Regions from separate parts of the Mus musculus genome. Here region 2 is linked to region 1. The links are chromatin contacts, called in public HiChIP or PLAC-seq maps. All regions are on one chromosome and are shown on one strand. Each heading gives the region's core, a stretch centred on a gene start, on an enhancer-like site or on the middle of the called end of the contact. The rest is flanking DNA. Distances are from core to core; before and after follow the strand shown.

Region 1 (6,020 bases), core at 1,732-4,231:
ATAGCCATAATAAGCCTGGCAGAGAGAGGCCCAGAAGAGTGGGCAGCAGGACTGTGACACAGGCAGTGCTTTAGCCCAGGCAGGGGTCTTAGTTTTCCTGGCCCTGAAAGCTAATCTAATGAGGAGACACATGCCCATCCCCCAGCCAGGGTCAGAGCTGGCTGAGCCAAGAACAGTGTTCAAAGGTGGCTTTGAGGACGGGGTAGGGGGGGAAGGGGAAGGAGACAGGGACAGGCTCACTCGAGTGCAAGTGTGAGGTGGCATCTCAGAGGCTCCGGGTCCCTAAGAGTAAACAGATGTCAGAGAGGTAGGTGTGGACTGGATAGAGATCCACAGCTGAGTGTACCCAAGATAAGAACTAAGGCTGAAGAGCGTTAACATTCAAAGCTTCAGGCAGAGTTCTGGAAAGGCCAGGCTGTTTGAGGCGTGAGTGCTGGAGCCCTGGCTGGGTCTGAGGAGAGAGAGGGAGGAAGGGAGGGAAGAAGGGAGGGAGGAGTGCCACCTGGGATCCAGAGGCTGAAAGAAGGCAGAGACAGAAAGACTGTGCAGCAGAGGAGGCCAAGTCAGAAAACGGAATGAAAGATAGCTGAAGAGCCCAAGAAAAGTGCCAGACAGTGAGTCAGGGGGTGGGGGTAGGGCTGCAGCAGCTACTCAGGACTCAAGATCCTGTTCCCAGGGTGAACACAGTCCTGTCCTAGGGTCCTGGAGGAAGGAAAAGCCATTCCCAGGAGCTGGCTCAGACAGAAACACCACACCCCCTGAGGAGCCCCAGAGGCAGGCCCCGGAATCAAAGAGAACCGGGCTCCTTCCGGGATGGTAGCAGAATCTGGGGCCGCCCCCTTCCTGCCACCACACACAGGCGCTGACAGCCCAGAGAACGGAATGTCACCCCAGTCTAGTGACCATAGCTATTTAATACACTGAACCAGCGAAGGCTATTCCACCCAGGCAACAAGCGGCAGCTATTGGAAGCCTCAGCCCGCCAGTGTGCTCCAGTCCCCAGCCCCTTGGCGGCCTTGATTCCCCCTTCCAGGAATCTGAAGAATGTGTCCTTTGACCTCAGAACCCCAGGTCTTGATCAGTCATGCCCCCACCTCCAACACCTAGGGTCACAGGACCCCAGACCCTCCTGAAGGGCTTCCTGGGATGCGGAAAATCACCTACAAGCAGTTCACGGAGACAAAGTGCTGGGCAGCTCAAGACACAGCAGACAGGAAGCACTGACGTACCCCTCCCCCACCCATGCCTCAGAAAGTGATGGGGGGAGGGGACAGTTCCTTCGATTCAGACTCCAGGGCCCTGCCCTGGGTAAATGCCAAATGTTTGCTGGCTGTATAAAATACTCAGTTCTACCCAGGGAAAACTGCACTTGACAGTCACCCCTTCCTCCACCTTAAGCCAGTTTTTCACATTCATTCATTCATTCATCAATCTAATCCTGGCTAAGCTTCCTAAAGGCCAAACACTATGACAGGCATTGGGCACACAGGTAAAGCACCTACAACTAACACCTCTCAAGTAGGAGTTATACAGGATAGGCAAGAAGGGTAGAACTGGGGACGAGGCAGGCTCCTCTGAAGGAGGGATGTTGGCAGAGTTCCAGATTGGGGGGGGGGGGTCACACTGCATGGTACAGGGACTGGAGCAAGGACAGCCAGTGCGCCTTCTGGTGGCGATGCAACTAAGAGGGCCTGTGTTAGCCCGAGGGCACAGGAAGCCACCCAAGTGCGTAAGTAAGGACTGACAATTCTAGATTTGCATGGTTGAAAGATGGCTCAGCGCCTGAGCCAGAGAGGGTGTGACCCGTAGGACACAGGGTAGGGCCAGGTGAACTGACAGGACAAGCGCAAAGGAGAAAAGGGGGTGGATTTGGTGACAGCTCGGGAGATGTGGGCGGGGCTGTCAAAGATTTGGGGGCAGAGAGTATTGACTTACTCTCTGCAGAAGGCTGAGACTTCGGTCCAGAGATGTTGGGTGGGTAGCTAGAGAGGAGGGAGGAATTCTCTGTTGTCAGGAAGGTGGGCTACATCTGGGAGTGACTGTATCGGCAACCCGAGTGACTAAGTGTGTGGCCGTTGCTGTGGTGTAGGCTTTTCTACAGTACATGAAGGCGAAAGGACCTCCGGGAAGGGGAAACTGAGGAAGGAGAGGAAATGCATGCAGAAGAGGGAGTAGAGGTGCGTGGGAGAGAGCCTACGTGTGCCCGCGGGTGGTCGGTGTAGCTGCGCCCCGGTGACTCACGGCAGTGGCCTCTGAGTGTGACGGTGACAGGTGAACATACGACACAATCCTTCTCCCCCCCGCCTCCCTCCCGGGGTCCGTGACTCACCAAGCCTCGCTCATTCCTCACTCATCCCTCCAAACCCTCCCTGACCCCCGCCTGCCGAGGGCGCCCGGCACACGCCGCAGCTCGGGCACCCTCCCCCTAGGGAGCCCGAGGAGGAAGACGACCAATGTCACCTGCCCCGGCCACGCGAGTAACTTCTGAAAAGTTCTCAGGCAACTAGGTCAAAAGGAAACTCACCCGCGGGCACGCGCGCCCCGTCCCACTGCCACCTGCGCCCGGCTTTGGGGCGCCTGGACATCTGGGGTAACCACAACGAGGCGGGGGAGGGGAAGCCTGCCCCCCCCCCGCCACCTCGCAGCCGTGGGCTCTCACTCCAGGCGCCAGATCTCCAGTCGGGCTCGGAGGCCGGATCCCGGCGTCCCCTCCGGAGGACCCAAGGGAGATCAGCGGGGAGCTGGAGTGACAGCGCCACTCACCCGAGACGCCCCCTGCCCCATTTCCCATCCCGCCGCGTTCAGGAACCGTGGCACTCACCTAAGCTAGCAGGGCTCGCCCAGTTCACCGAAGCCACTCGTGTGCCGGCCCCAGGGTCGCAGCGCACACAGCGACCCGCAGTGCGCTCGGCCGGGCGGCCGTCGGTGCAGCCGGCCCAGGTCTGCGCGTCCGGCGGCGGCGGGAGAGACTGGCTCAGCCCCGGCCCCGCCCGCGGCTCCGCCCTCCTCGTCAGTGGAAAACTCCGGGGCTCACGGCGCTGACGCACGCCGGGCCTCCCGCCAGGCCGCCCCGCAGCCCGCAGCCTTCGGCCCCGCCCCGGAGGCACCGCCCCCTCCCCCGCCTCGAGCCTCCCCGCGGACTGTGACCGGGCCGCGACGCCGCTGCTCCGCGCTCGGCTCCTAAGATCGCGGAGCCGAGCTTCGTGCAGAGCCGGGTCCTAGAGATGCCCGCTTCTCCACGCCGAGCAGTCCCGAGCTGCAGACTGGGTAGACTGAGGCTGCGAGCGATGGAAGCTCCTCCCCTGCCTCCACCCGCCCAGGGCAGATTATTATCAATTCAATCTGAGGACCCTTCCCCGGCCCTCACCCCACCTCTTTTTCCCAGATCCCGCAGAAAGTTAGCTCAGACTGGAGACCAGCCAGGGATGAGGAGAGAAGAAAAGGTCATCCTAGGGCCTGGCCTTCACCTCTGCCCTCGGGCCAGAGCCCTTACTCCGAACAATACCTAAAGTAGAGATTGCTGGAACCAGCTTCCCCACCCCCATCCCTCCTTAAAAAAAAAAAAAAAAAGAATCTGGTTTCTCCTAGGCCGGACCCTGGCTACTTACAGCGGATTGCTGCCTCCTCTGCTCCCGCCAAGACCTTCCTTAGGCTCGCAGCCAACTCCCTGTACTACTAGGCAGAAGAAAGTGTGTTCTAGCAGTCAACTTCTCTCTCAGGAGCCCACCCGAGTCCTCGTCAGCCCACGGCAGGGCCAGTTCGACCCAGTACCTAGAGCGCTTTTCTCTCCCGTTCTGACTGCACCGCCTGGAACGTTTCACCCTCACTCTGCTCACCTGAGGGAATCCCAACAACGTCTAGGATGGCTCAGCAAGGACTGCCTCCTCCTCCTGGAAGCCTTCGTGGAAGCTCGACCCTCCCCCTCCCAGCCCCGCTCCCGCTGCATTCTGGGTTCTTCTGACTGTCCTAGATGAATGCTGTCAGTGGCTAGTCCAACCCTCAGGATTCCATTCTCCCCTCCCCCGGGTGTAGTAGGGAGGTGACCTTCTGTCCTGCCTAAATGGCACCGAGGGTGGGGAGGATGACGGGCCCTTTCTTCAGTCTTCAGTCCTGGATGTACATGTGTACAGAGGACAAGCAGAGTGGGGGTGGGGGAGTCAGCCTGCCCTTTATCTGTGGTAATCTGGGGTCTGAGATCCTCAACACACAGCTTTGGTACACAGAAGCTGCCGGGTGGCTGAGTCTGCTCAGGAAATAGTCTACAGGGCTAGCTGAAGAAGCATGTAGCTCAATGGTAGGGCACTTTCTCAGCATGTGAAAAGCTCTAAGTTTAAACCCCATTTTGAGAACAAAACATGGCAGATCCGTGGTGGTGCAGGCCTTTAACTCCAGCATTCAGGAGGCAGAGGCTGGGGAACCTGAGTTCCGGGCAGCCTGGTCTACAGAGCAAGTTCCAGGACGGCCAGGGCTACACAGAGAAACTCGAAAACAAAACATGACCTGGCATGGTGTTGCACACTTTTAATCCCAACACTCAAGAGGCAGAGGCAGGGGGATCTCTGTGAGTTCAAGGTCTACATAGTGACTTCCAAGAAAGCCAGGGCTACGTATCTCAAAAAAACAAAAACAAACAAAAAAACCAAACCAACAACAACAGAACACCACACACCAGCGAACTGCGCATCCGTCGTCTATGGAGGTGACATAGATTTCAGGGCTGTCCCTCCAGGCCCCACATTTCCCTACCACCAGATTCAGCCCTTGCTTCCTTTGCCTGCAGATTTACCGTTCTTGATGACCCAACAATCTTGACACCACCGCTCTTCCTCCTTCACCAGCAGAGGGGTTTTAGAGACTGGGTCTCATGTACCCCAGACTGGCCTTCATAGATTTTTTTTTTTTTTTTTGGGTTTTGGTTTTTCGAGACAGGGTTTCTCTGTATACCCCTTGCTGTCCTGGAACTCACTTTGTAGACCAGGCTGGCCTCGAACTCAGAAATCCGCCTGCCTCTGCCTCCCGAGTGCTGGGATTAAAGGCGTGCACCACCACGCCTGGCTAGATTTTTTTATATAGTGCTGTGGATAGAACCCAGGACTTTGTGGATGTTAGGCAAGCGCTCTATAGACCGAGCTACCTCTCCAGCCCAGAAGCAGGGCTCAGATGAGGCCTACAGCAATGTTTTTCCAGCTCCTGCTTCCAATGCATAAAATGGGAGCATTGGACCAGCGAGCCCATCCAGCTGCAACATTCTTTGCCTCCGATTCTGCAAGATGCTGATGAGGGAGCTGAGCAGGGCTGGACTCTGGAGTTAATGAGGTTCTCTGGAGCTACCTAGGCTTGCATCCTGCTAGGCTCTGTATCCAGGAAACCAGACAAGGCTGAAAACCAGGGCAGGGGCTTGGCAAGGTCTGTACTGGGGGCTGAGAGAGGGGAACCTGACGGGCGAGGGAGCCTGGTGAGCAGGAGGAGGAGGAGATTAAAGGGGAAATATAATCAAATAAGTGATGTATTTCTGCAGAAAAGCTTCTCCCTGTCCTGGGATAGCTCACCAGATGTTGCCCAGATGTTGCTGGTGATGGGAAACATCTCCCTCAGGGATCTCATCTGAACTCTTCCTGTTGGTGGGGAATGAAGTATCTGTTCCAAGGCAGGCAGGGTCGGGTGTGGAGCACTCATCTGTAAATATGGCGCACGCGCACACACACACACACACAGAGTCTCTCTCTCTCTGGCAAAAACACCCCCATATTCTCAATCCTCAGGGAATTCTGAATACTTGGAGACCTGTAAGTACTAAGGACCACCCACCCATCCACTTACTTAGGAAAATTAAAATTATTACAAGTTTTGAGGGCTTTTATTGGGGGGGGGCAGAGTTTTTCAGTGTAACCCTAATTATCCTGGAACTCGATCTATAGACCAGGCTGGCTTCAAACTCCAGGATCTGCCTGCTTCTGTCTCCAAGTGCTGGGATTAAAGGTGTGCACCACCACTGCCTGGGTTAGTAATACTCTTTGGAA
Region 2 (6,020 bases), core at 1,617-4,116, 54 kb after region 1:
CCATCTTTGCCATCGGTACTTCCAGAAGAGCTTCATGAGTTTCCACTCCTATCTGGTACCCAGACCCACTGCCACAGAGCAATCAGCTCTTCTTTTAGCTTAGCTATGGCCTACTCCATCTGCTCTGCCTTAGGTCCATCTCCCCTCTCTTGAAGGCCATGGATCCTGAGGCATAATTTGTGTCCCTCTACTCACATCTGCAAACAAACATGCTCCTAACAGAACAACCAGGCTGTGTGTGGTGGTGCACATCTGTAATCCCAGCTGTTTGAGAGGCTGCTGCTAGACGGTGTGTGTTCAAGGATGTTCTCCTGCTTTGGGCACCAAAAGTCCACTTAGAAACCCTTAGCAACCAGGATGGCTGCCATCTTTTTTCTCTGGGACTTTGTTTTTCCTAATGGCTCCCTGTCAGCTATTCTCAACATCCTTTCTCAAGCAAATTCTTCATATTCCTTCTTACTCAGAGCCCTTCAGTGGCCTCCTGTCCCACTCAGAAAGAAGTGGATGCTGTCAGACTATAGGACCTACAGGCTCACAGGCACAAGTAGGGGGGTTCAGTTTGAGTCGACTTGACATTGAGATATCTGTGAATGTTCAACTGGCAGCACCCAGAACCAAAAGAAGAGTCACAATCATGTTGTGGGGACTTGGGGTGAGGAGATCGTAGTGTGTTTGTAAAACAAGAGCAAGTACCCACAGAAAGAATTACAGGAAATAGACGTGGGAGTGTGGCTCGGTTGGTGGGTGCTTACCTAGCATTCAGGAAGCCCTGAGCTCAATCCCCAGCTCCTTAGACACCCTGGATGGAGGTGCATGTCTAGAATCCCAGCATCATCCATTTGGATTGTTTTTGTTAAATTGGGTCATTTTTGCGTGTGTTAGTTATACTTTTATTGGTTGTCGTCTGGTCAAGGACATAAGTCAAACATGCAAGGACAGTCCAAGCCAGGAACTGAGGACACTCTCCAGCCTTTCAAGAGCCTTTCAAGTAATTGTTCACTTTTTGTGGGACACAGAACCCAGACTCCTCCTTAATTAACAAGATTCTCTGTCCATCACTGTCAGCTGTGGTGCCTTTGCAAGGTCCAAACAGTGACAGGAGTCATCTTCTTGTCTCTGACTACAGACTGGATCATCCTGGGTCTGGATGATAGTTCTGGTCATATTACTTCTAGCCAAGGAAGGCAGTAAAGGTACAGAGAACCTTTCTGGGGTGGAGTGAGTTCAGAGGGTGTGGCACAGTTTCTTTTCTTTATTTTAAAAATTGTTTTATAATTTTATGTGTACAAGGGTTTCACCTGCATATATGTATTGCAGGATGTGCATGTCTGGTGACCACGGAAGTCAGAGAGGACACGGCTCCCGTGGAACTGGACTTACAGACAGTTGTGAGCTGCTGTGTGGGTGTTGGGAATTGGACTCAGGTCTTCTGTAGGAGTAGGCAGTGTTCCTAACCACTGAGCCATCTCTTCAGCCCGTGGCACAGTTTCTTGATGAAGGTGTCTGTCACATGAAGGATGCTGAGTGCATCTTCTGCCTTTTAGGAGTCGTTTCTCCCTTCCACCATGTGGGTTCCAGGGACTGGACTCAGGTTGTCAGGCTTGGAGGTAAGATCCTGAGTCTGCTAAGCCATGGATGGGCCCAGAGTGGCTCGTAATGGATCGAAGAAGTGGGGCTGTTTGGCAAGGGTTTTGTGAATGTTTGGTTCATGGGTTTTTGTGGGGAACATTGATCCAATTTACCATATTTCTTTCCTTCCTTCCTTCCTTCCTTCCTTCCTTCCTTCCTTCCTTCCTTCCTTCCTCTTTCTTCTCCCGCTCTTTCTTCCTTTCTCCTTTCTCCCCATCTCCTCTCACTTTAGGTAGGGTCTCACTATGTGGCCTCAGTTGGCCTGGAACCTACTATGTAGCCCACACAGATGTATGATGCTATATTTGGCTCATTCTCTTCCTTCTGTTTTCCTTCCTTCCTTCCTTCCTTCCTTCCTTCCTTCCTTCCTTCCTTCCTTCCTTCAGTTTTGTTTGAAAGAACAGTTCTATCTGTGTAGTTGCTTCTTTTCAGCTTATTTCCAGTGATGAACACACTTGGATGACAACAGTCCATTTGCACTAAGGTACCACTCAGCCACTGGGTCTCACTCTTGAAGCAGAGACCCAGAAAGTCTGCCTGAGATGAGCAGTACACAGATAAGAAGCTTTGAAATGAGGGATGAATGCTTTTTGCCAGAAAAAAAAAATCTCATTTTTTCCTTTTTTTTTTTTTTTTTTTTTGAATCAGGATTTTACTATGTAGCCCAGGCTGGCCTGGAACTCACATTCGTACCCTGCCTCTGACTCCCAATTGCTTGGTGGTGGTGGTGGGGGGCTGGGATAGGCATACACCTCCATAGCCAGGCAGGACTTGATTTCCTCCATGAATAAACAGAGGCCCAGAGAGGCCAAAGGACTTTTGTCTGTCTGCAGGGCTCGTGAGTGGCTGAGCTGGGGCTAGACCCTGGGTTGTCAGTAGGGTGAGACAATAAAGACAGTAACGATAAGCACCTTCAAGAAACTCTTGGGTCACAAAGATGCCCTCCGCCATTCCATGGTCCAGCCCAGAGAAAGCTCAAGGTTCCTTCTCACTAGGGGGGAGAAAGAGGTCATTACATTGTAGGTGCTGGATGAGGAGGTCCTATGAGGAGTTTTCCCATATGGCTGCCTCAGGGAGAAACAAGGTCCTGGGGAAGTCTGGATTCCTGTTTTCCCGGCAGCCTGAAGAATCTAGAGTCGCCCCGCGTGCAAAGCCCAGGAGCCCTTGCTTAGGTGCAGGGCCTCTCGGCTGCTGATCTTCAGCTGGTTGCTGAGAGTTGCAGCATTGCTGAGTCTTAGCAATGGATACTTCCCGATTCCCCTCACAAAAATAGGTCAGTCTGTCTGGCTAGTTCTGTACTTGCAGACACAGGGCATGTGGGGTTCCTATTTTTCTAGCTCCCAGGCTTCTGTCTGCTTCCTTCATGGAGAACTGCTTGCTAAGAATTTTACCACAGTGGGAGCTTAAGAAACAGCAAGGCTTAAAAATAAACCTCTAAGATGGCCAGTAACACTGGGTACGAGTGTGTCTAGTGTGTCTCTATTCAACCCAGTGCTTGAGAGGCAGAGGCAAGAGGCCCAGGGATGGAGAGTGACTTAGTTAGGGTTACTATTGCTGCGATGAAACACCAACACCAAAAGCAACTAGGGGAGGAAAGGGGGGTTTGCTTCACTCACAGTTCCATAGAGCAGTTCATTGTCAAAAGCAGTGAGGGCAGGAACTGAAGCAGGGCAGGAGCCTGGAGGCAGGAGCTGATGCAGAGGCCATGGAGGGGTCCTGCTTACTGGCTTGTTCCCCATGGCTTGCTCAGCCTGCTTTCTTATAGAGCCCAGGGCCATCAGCCCGAGGATGGCCCCACCCAAAGTGGCCAGATCCTCCCCCATAAGTCACTAATTAAGAATATGCTTGCAGGCTTGCCTACAGCCCAGTCTTATGGAGGCATTGTCTCAGTTGAGTCTCTCTCCTCTCAGGTGACTCTAGCTTGTGTCGTTGACACAGAACTGGCCAGGGCAGAGAGGTTCGGGACAGCTTGACCTACATAAAAAGACAACGTTTCTCCCCTGCTCAGAGAGGGAGGGAAGGGGGGAGAGCACAGGAGACAGAGACAGGGGACAGAAAGGTGGGGAGTTAGTTAGGGAGAGACACAGAACACACACCCACACAGAGATAAAGAACAAAATAAATCCTGTCTTTTTGTTGTTTTCAGACAGGCCTCATTATGTAGCTCTGGCTGCCCTGAAACTTGGTATGTGAATCAGGCTGGACTTGAACTCGTAGAGACTCACCTGCCTCTACCTCCCATGTTCTGGGATTAAATGTATATGCCACTATGCTTGGACTACAAAATAAATCTTAAAAACAAAACCCAGTGCTTGTCAGATCATCCAAACAGCTCAGAGCTGTAATCTGGCCACAGTCTCTGACCTTCAGACCTTGTAGGCTTTTGTCTGGGTAGGTGACCTTCTGTTAGCACTTGGATGTGGGGATCTTTGGTGTGAGCCTCTGATCTTACCTGGATCTTCTGTTTCAGCTATCATCTGTTGACAGCAGCCCAGAAGAGAGGGCTGCTGCTCACTGCTGCTGCTGCAGGAGAGGGTGGAAGTCCAGGCTCTCTCTTGGGTTTAGTGATTCCTGGGGCCAGAATCTTCTTTTACAATTGTGTGAATGTGTGGCTGCGGCTCCCACTAGGTCTTCGATGGGTCCTCCTTGGCTAGAAGTAGTAGAAACCACTTCTTATGGCTCTAAAAGCTTTCTGTCTGGCTACTGTGTCCCTTTCCTGGGAAGCAATAGCCATTTTGGTCTGTTCCTTTTTCTTTCCTTCATTCCTCTCTTTCTCGGTCAGAATAGTGACCTGTGGCAGGGGGTGTGTGTGATCAGCCTATCAAAAGCAATGGGCAAACCAAACAACCAACTAAATAAAAACAACGGGGAAAGGCTGGGCTTGGTCACACTTTTAATTCCAGGACATGGGAAGCAGGGGCAGGCAGATCTTTGTGAGTTTGAGGCCAGCCTGGTCTACACAGCAAGTTTCAGGATAGCCAGGGCTACAAGATGAGACGCTGTTTCAAAAACAAACAAGTCAATGGAAAAGCGAGTCTTTAGAGAGTACTAAGGAACAATGCAGCAAGCCTGATGAGTAGACCTTTGCCTTGAATCATGAGGGTTTGTACTTCTCTGAAAGAGGGCTAAGGCAGGGAGTGGTTCTATTTCCTGAGAAAGGCTACAAGCTGATGTAGGTCTGACAGCAGTGGGTGTGACTTGCTGCCGAGAGGTGAGAGGAACACACCCTGGACTGGTGGGGTGCATGGGGCGGTGTGGGGTGCTTCGGGGTACCCACTCATCCTTCAGTAGTTGTGGGCTCTGGGGTGATTCGAAGTCTCCCACCTGCAGGATGTATCTGCTCTTATGGTGATGCCCCAGTCAGTCTTCCCAGCTGAGGTTTCATGATTCAGGGAAAACAAAGGGTCAGTAATGGCTGATGACCTAGGCTAGACCTAAGGCGTTGAAGGCATCTTAACTGTCCTAGGGCTTAGTCAGTTAAGCATTTGCCTTGAAAGTGTGAGGACATGAGCTTAGCAGCCAGTACCCACATAAAAAAGCCAGACAGCGCTGGAAAGGTGGCTTGGTGCTTGCTGTTCTTACAGAGTTTAATTCCTAGCACCCGTATGGGCAGCTCACAGCTGTGGTAATTCCAGCTCCAGAGCCAAGTTATCTAGTGCCCTCTTCTGGCCTCTGAAGGCACCTGCACTCACGTGCACGCGCACACACACACACACACACACACACACAAAATAATAAAAAACAAATTTTTGTTTCTACAGTGAAAGAAATGAGCATGAGCCAGGAAGACAAAGGCCTCTCTGGGTGCACTGTGTGGATAAACAATTTGCTAATAACCACCCTTTGAGGAAGGATGGTGGGGGACCACTCTAGTCTCTGAAGAAGCTATCTGAGAGCAAGGTCACATTCCCCTGGATTCACTGATCAATGCTTCAAACCACAATAATGGAAGCCCAAGTAAAACCAAAGTCAAGAGGGGAGGTTACTGGCTTACACAATGGAAAGATCAGGAGCTTGGGTGTGATGGGACTCAGGTCTGTAAGCTGCACCCCGGGCTCCCTATGCAGCATCATCTTTGTGTTCTGCTTTTCTCTGTGTCCCTTTTATTCTCTAGAGCACTTTTTCTTGACTGTAGCCAGACAGTGATGAAGACTGCCCAGGAGCCTCAAACTCAATACTAGTGGACGATGACTGTGAACTCCTGGTCTAGCATCCACCTCCAAAATGCTTGCATCACAGGCATGCATGCATGCAGTGCCTGGTTTATGAGGAGCTGGGACGGGAAACCCGGCCTTCGTGTATTCTGGGAAGCTCTCTGACAACTGAGCTATGACCCCAGCTGTCCTCTATGACTTGACAATCTGGTTTTCTTTTGGGGAACAGTCTTTACA

The links. HiChIP or PLAC-seq counts read pairs in DNA pulled down with a chosen protein or histone mark.
Region 2: an H3K27ac HiChIP or PLAC-seq map of microglia shows a contact between it and region 1, with 4 times the contacts expected there. The contact joins the enhancer-like site here to the promoter of Csrnp1 in region 1. A contact is called at or near these places in 2 of 39 promoter capture datasets (embryonic stem cells and macrophages), 1 of 15 datasets of contacts at CTCF or cohesin (the G1E-ER4 cell line), 37 of 484 Hi-C or Micro-C datasets (CD4 T cells, CD8 T cells, the HL-1 cell line and 21 more), 13 of 115 datasets of contacts at active chromatin or transcription factors (CD8 T cells, the SCID.adh cell line, Th17 cells and 8 more) and 3 of 9 other capture datasets (adipose tissue, liver and pancreatic islet).

The regions. Positions count from the first base shown.
Region 1 is chr9:119,980,798-119,986,817 of GRCm38.p6, forward strand. It overlaps Csrnp1 (cysteine-serine-rich nuclear protein 1), which reads right to left and starts at 2,982. Exons shown (of 5, transcript NM_001357562.1): 1 at 2,822-2,982. It overlaps Gm33800 (a long non-coding RNA gene), which reads left to right and starts at 3,048. Exons shown (of 4, transcript XR_871355.3): 1 at 3,048-6,020.
Region 2 is chr9:120,034,690-120,040,709 of GRCm38.p6, forward strand. No RefSeq gene overlaps it. Among named protein-coding and RNA genes, the nearest start is that of Xirp1, 14 kb to the left of the region's middle. Within about 2 kb of position 2,867, at least 24 of the 459 cell types and tissues checked have an H3K27ac peak or open chromatin away from gene starts, as enhancers often do. A contact at or near this core is called in bone marrow-derived macrophages and microglia, where this site is marked.